Regions from separate parts of the Zea mays genome. Here region 2 is linked to region 1. A link is a contact called in public Hi-C data. All regions are on one chromosome and are shown on one strand. Each heading gives the region's core, a stretch centred on a gene start, on an enhancer-like site or on the middle of the called end of the contact. The rest is flanking DNA. Distances are from core to core; before and after follow the strand shown. Region 1 holds the start of LOC100304289 (Eukaryotic aspartyl protease family protein). Region 2 holds the start of LOC100272779 (50S ribosomal protein L21-like).

What was found. A called contact is a pair of places that touch in the nucleus more often than the background predicts.
Region 2: a Hi-C map of ear shows a contact between it and region 1, with 5 times the contacts expected there. The contact joins the promoter of LOC100272779 here to the promoter of LOC100304289 in region 1. A contact is called at or near these places in 3 of 25 Hi-C or Micro-C datasets (ear, endosperm and tassel).

The regions. Positions count from the first base shown.
Region 1 is chr8:68,443,757-68,446,456 of Zm-B73-REFERENCE-NAM-5.0, forward strand. LOC100304289 (Eukaryotic aspartyl protease family protein) reads right to left here and starts at 1,428. Exons shown (of 2, transcript NM_001165731.2): 1 at 638-1,428. The coding sequence starts at 1,206.
Region 2 is chr8:68,746,518-68,749,510 of Zm-B73-REFERENCE-NAM-5.0, forward strand. It overlaps LOC100272779 (50S ribosomal protein L21-like), which reads right to left and starts at 1,320. Exons shown (of 5, transcript NM_001147232.2): 1 at 852-1,320; 2 at 683-763. The coding sequence starts at 1,277. It also overlaps the pseudogene LOC109941512.

The sequences.
Region 1 (2,700 bases), core at 178-2,677:
TTAAACAAAACGAACCGGAGACAGGAGGCAGGCGACAGCGCATCGGCGGCCGCGACGCCGCCCTACCTACGCCAACGTGCGCGCCACCAACGATCGGGGCGTCGCGTCGTCCAGATCGCGCGCGACGGATCGGAGAGACGCGGCCGGGGCCGGTGAAGAATAAATGTGTGGTGGTTGCCCGCTCGTCCGTCCCGGCCGGAGCCTGGACAACCTCGACCCGTACAACGTGCTGCTGCCGTGCTGCGGCTGCTTGTGGTTGGCCAATCCCTAGAATCTACTGTCACCGTGAGTCGTGTGTAGTCTACGTCTACCCTGAATGTAGTAGTAGAGGGTGAATTTCACAGGAGAGTCAGTCAAGTGCAAGAGCACAAGGCGCATGAACTCGTGCCCGCACTCACTAGCAGCCCCAGCAATCAGGAGCAGAGCCTGCCGAGCGAAGCAAATTGAATGCCATGCCGCGGCGAGACCGGCAGGAGGAGGAGGAGCACGGTTAAAAAGCTGCGCGAGTAATGGCGCGCGCGAGGTGAGGTCCCGACCCACCCGCTCGCTCACCAACCAACACGGCAACACTTACTACTGCTGCTGCGGTGGTGCCTGTTCTTGGGGAATGGAAATGGGGAGATGGTGAGGTACTGACCGGTAGTCGTAGGCGCAGGGACTAGCCGGCGACGAGCAGTTGGCGAGAGAGAAGGGCACGTAGGAGGTGCAGGTGTCGGAGGAGCACGCGAGGGGCGCCCACGACCTGGACTCGGAGGCGCGGAACTCGCGCGCCGGCGGGTCCGAAGCCGGTGGTCCAGCAGCGCCGCGGCACTTGACCCAGGTGAGGTCGCTGCCGGTGTCCGCCACCAGCACGAACGGCTGCGCGGGGGTGCCCACGCGGAAGCGCACGAAGTACTGGCCCGTGCCGGTGTAGGCCCCCGACGAGAGCGGCATGGCGAAGGCGGACGCGCCCACGTCGGCGGCGCGGCGCCGGCGGGACGCCAGCTGCGACCGGATGTACGCGTGGCGGCGCGCGTCGTCCCTCGCGCGCTCGCCCAGGGACGCGCCCGGCGCGGCGGGGACGAGGTCCAGCCGCGGCCGCGCCGGCTTCGGCTTCCTCCCGCCGCGCTGCCGCTGCTGGTGCTGTCGCCCGCCGCCCGACGCTGCCGCTGCCGCCGCGGCCAGCACGAGCAGCGCTAGTAGCAGCAGGTGGCCGCGCGACGCCATTTCTTGATCCTTGCTTGGCTTGCGGCCTCCTTCGATCCGATCCCTTCACGCCGTCACACGATGGCAACGGCGGACGACCCACGACGATGTTCCGCTGCTACGTACTGGGAAGAGGAGCAGCAGCGGGCATTTCGGCCTCCGCGCGAGCGTTGTCGGGTCGCGTGCTCGGCTGCTCGTGTTTACTCAGTCGAAGAAGAGGGAGGTGGCCGGAGCGGAGCAGAGTTTTTGGCTGCGTCCGTGACGGCGAAGCGGGGGAGACGTCGTCTTTTATAAACAAAATGGCTGGCGCTCTGCCCGTGGATTGGGTTGGGTCGGATCGTGCGCGCTTCGCTGGCGTTTGGCAAGCGCGACTGATTGGCGGCCGGGTCGAGCGAGCCAGGATGATAGATGATCTCCTTTCCTTCTTCCTGGTTCCTGCCCGCCGGAGATTTGCTCGCTGTCCGCCGTGGGCCATGGGCCCGGCCGCTCTAGTTGCCAGGCATGTTATGTTCGTGTGGGCCTCACATTCGAGTCCATCCATGGAAATCTTACGGCAGTAACGGCTATCTTATCGCGACAGAAATCCAGCTCTGCAAGATCACCGGCTGGCTGGTTTCAGGGCGGGGGGGAAGGAATCGAAAGGTAGGCAACAATGCGATCTGCAGAAGATGATTTCGCCCGGGTCCGGTCCTCCGGATGCCCGTTGGCAGCTACTAGCTAGGACGGCGAGCAAGCCGGATTCGCCGTCCTGATTGGCGATTCCGATCAGATCAGTTCCCCCAATCAGCACCTACTCCTTCGGTCCTTCCTACTCACACTATGCGCTGAACCAGGACAGACGCAGGTGCAGAGCTGCTAGTGCCCTGACTACATGCACACTCGATCGGTCGTTGGCGTGGTGCCGTGGTGGGGCCGTAATACTGTCTGGACGTGCCAAATCTCTGTCCGGACCAGCAGCTGCTGTGCTACTGTAGATTACATGGCTGGGCTCCGCGCGCACATTGGTCGTTGTGCCACCCATGCCGTGCCACGTTGCGCGCCCAGGTGTGCATGCACGTCCGCAGCCGCAGGTGACAGTGAGTCAGTGACACACAGGCGGCCCCTGTCATCGTTTGCAGTTTGCTCCGGTGAGCGACCGATCCAGCGTTGGCTGCGTGGGCCGTGGGCACAGGCATGCTGCTTGTTGGCTTCCCAGGAGCCCGGAGTCTTTTCTTTTGGTGACGCAAGCAAGGAGGCGACAAGTGGCACGTCGATCGACCAATGACGCGGCTGCACATTCGTTGCCCTTGCCCGCGTCGACAAGGGGCGGTGACGCATGCGCGCCGCCACGCGGCCGCTGCCGTTACGCTTGGCGGAGGTAGCCTCACGAGATAGAGATGACCGGCACAAGGGAGAGGAGAGGAGACACCGACCCAGCCCAATCGATGGACAGCACGCGCACACAACGACCAAGCTAAAACGTACAGTACAGGTGTTTGTTGAAATCCGTCCGTAAGCTTACTACACGCCTCGACA
Region 2 (2,993 bases), core at 70-2,569, 300 kb after region 1:
CAGCACAAATATTAAACCAAAAAAAATAGCTCTAAACACCAAGTGCCAAAACCCACACACACGACAGCTCACCTGAAACCGTTCCTGGCATGATTTGAAGAGATATTTTATTTTAGTTAAAGTTGTAGTGGAAGTGAACAAAGTACACGGGCTAGTGGAGTATAAGCTTATTATGAACCTGAAGTAGAGATGGTAGAAGAGATTGCACATGTTCCACAAAATACACATGTGTTAAGAGGACAACGGTGAGGAAGTTAACCGTAAAAATAGAAAGTATATTATTGTTAACTCTTTTTATTTTTCGCAGATTTTTTGTACTATATTATAATTGATAAAAAATGTACATTGATCCCCTCCTATTTTCTTGCGACACTACTTGAGCTACACCTTGTTTTTCTCACGTCCTCCACCACTGAGCAGAATTACAATGGTCCAAGCCCTAGTACATAAAGAGAGCTATATCACCGGGGTTCCACTGCAAGCAGGAAATTCTAGATACCATTACACGATCAAGTATAGCAACATTTTTCTATTGCGTTATATACGATGATAATACATGAAACAGGGAAGAACACAAAGCTTCCATACTGAAAAGCAACATCAAACAGCGCAACTAAATCACACAAGCCACAGCCTCAATGTATACAAGCCAGTCAGGTCGCACTAGAAGCGCAATTTTTACCTTGTCGTTCACATCACAGAACTTCAACCTCTCCGTGAAGATTGAGTCGCCATTGCTCACCTTGAATTGATGCGAGCCGATCTGCAGCGAGAAACAAGCACACACGCAGTCACGCATTAGATCCAAACCCCAGCCTCAAATATCGAAAGACAGGCCAAATGGAGCAGACCTGTACGATGGCGAAGACGGGCTCGTAGGGCTTGAAGGGTTTCTCGTCAGCCCCGAGCGGTGCGAGCACCTTGTAGCCGATCTCCGCCGCCTCCGCTACCTTCTCCTCTTCCGTCTTCCCGCTCGGTTTCTTCGCCGCCACCGCCTCCTCATCGTCCCCCCATTCCCCCTCGCTATCCTCCTCGTCGTAGTGTTCTTCTTCGTCTTCATATTCGTCGTCCTCGTCGCCGGAGGAGCGGGTCGCGAAGTGGCAGCGCGAGAGGTAGTACAGCCGAGGGGAGGGGAGGGCCCCGGGAGCTGGGGGGCCGAGGGCCTCGGACGAAGTGGTCAGGGTTCTTGTCGCGATCGAGCCCGGTGCAAAAGGTTGAGATCTCTGAGGGACGAGGCGGCTCGAGAGTAGGCGGAGGAGGCAGCGCCGCGACGCCATGGCTGCGGCGACGGCGGAGGCAGGGGAACGGAGGGCACGAAAGTGTAGAAATGGAAATACTCGGTGACAGCGGTTTTGACGAGACTACACAGTGATAGATCAGACTACACATAACACAGTGACAGATCAGACAATCCCGATTAAAGGCGTCCAATGAGAGCCATGTCCAATCCAAGCAAAAAATTCAAATATCAAACCACACACGTCCCTGATCTAAAATAAATGTATATCTTATTTCACGGGAAATCAAATACTTTTGAATTTAACTAAACATATATTAGTGTGACATAACCGAGGCCCTCTTTTGCAGTGATAAAAAACTGTCAAAACGAAAGGTAACGGAAAACGGTAAAGTTAAAACTGATTTTGGTCAGACGACAACAAATTTGTCAGTATTTACCGTTCTTTGAGAAACCCAAACCCTGCCAAAAAGAGATAAGGCGCTTTTGGCAAAATATGGCCTAAGTGAATCTCTCCTACTAAATAAAGTCAGGTGGTGAAACCAAAACCATTCCAAATAGAACTAAGTTAAAATGTGAAGAACATTACATAGCCAAGTAGCATATTGCCACAGTATATTTGCTTTGAACAAAGGAAACAAATCGATCATTTGTAGCATGTGCTATCTGGTTCGACACATTTGCATCTATAACCAAAACCATCGAGGACTCCAACATGACCAGACGGCCAGCCAAATTTCTTCCTGTCGATCTCAACGAGCAAGGCCAGCAGAGCCTCGCACACATCTCGCTTGCATCGGCCTCATCGCTACACATCTTAAGCGTGGGGTAAACCATCCACGCGTGGTCCAGCCTTCTCTCGGGCCTCACCACCACCAACCCAGGCACCTCGGCATCACGCCTCGTCACCAGCCCGGTGCTCCTCTCCCCATAGTGCAGCCGCAGGTGGAGGGCCGTAAGCCCATGACCACCATGGCTGCCGACACATCGATGAAGTCCTTTGAAGAGCTCACCGACGGGAAGTTTGTGCTTGGTGATGCAGTCCTTTGTCTTAACATGTGTGAGGCGTGCTCCAAGGCCCTGATGTCACCCTGCAATTGTTCGTCTGTTTTTGAAACTGAAATGGGTGAGATAATTATTAAACAATTTTGTGAACAATATATTTGGCCGAGAAACAGTTCGTGATAGACCTTGATTAGTTTGCATACCATGAGCTCCATGATCCTCCTTGTATCCTTTTCAGGGATCAGGCCTTCTCGAAAGATATCAGAGGCGACCGGGGTGCCACCATATGGGCTCAGAACCAACGCCAGGCCAGTAGTAACCTTACCCTTGAGCTCAGACCAGTACAAGAAAAGAAAGAGCTGCAGCTGCATCAACTCCACCTTTGATATGGACAAGGAGCAGAACCTGCTTACCAGATCGCAAGTAGAGCTCCTCAATGTATTGTTTTCAGTTCCCATGCGTTGTTCTCTACTGACGCCTAAGTGAAAGGAATAGCAGTACGAGATACTAGTACAAGCAGCAACAGCTTCAACAAAAAATATGAAGCAAGAATGCAACCTAGCACTAGAAGAAAAAAACACTTGCATGCACCCCTCCACCTCAATTACCTGGCTATGAATTTCCGCAATATGGCAAGCCAATCCCATTTTTGAAAGGAACCGTTTCATATTGGTTAAGTGGACTATGGCTGCTAAAAAAGCCTGCACAAAGGAGTACAAACGGGATAATATGTAAGACCTCTGTTCTTAAG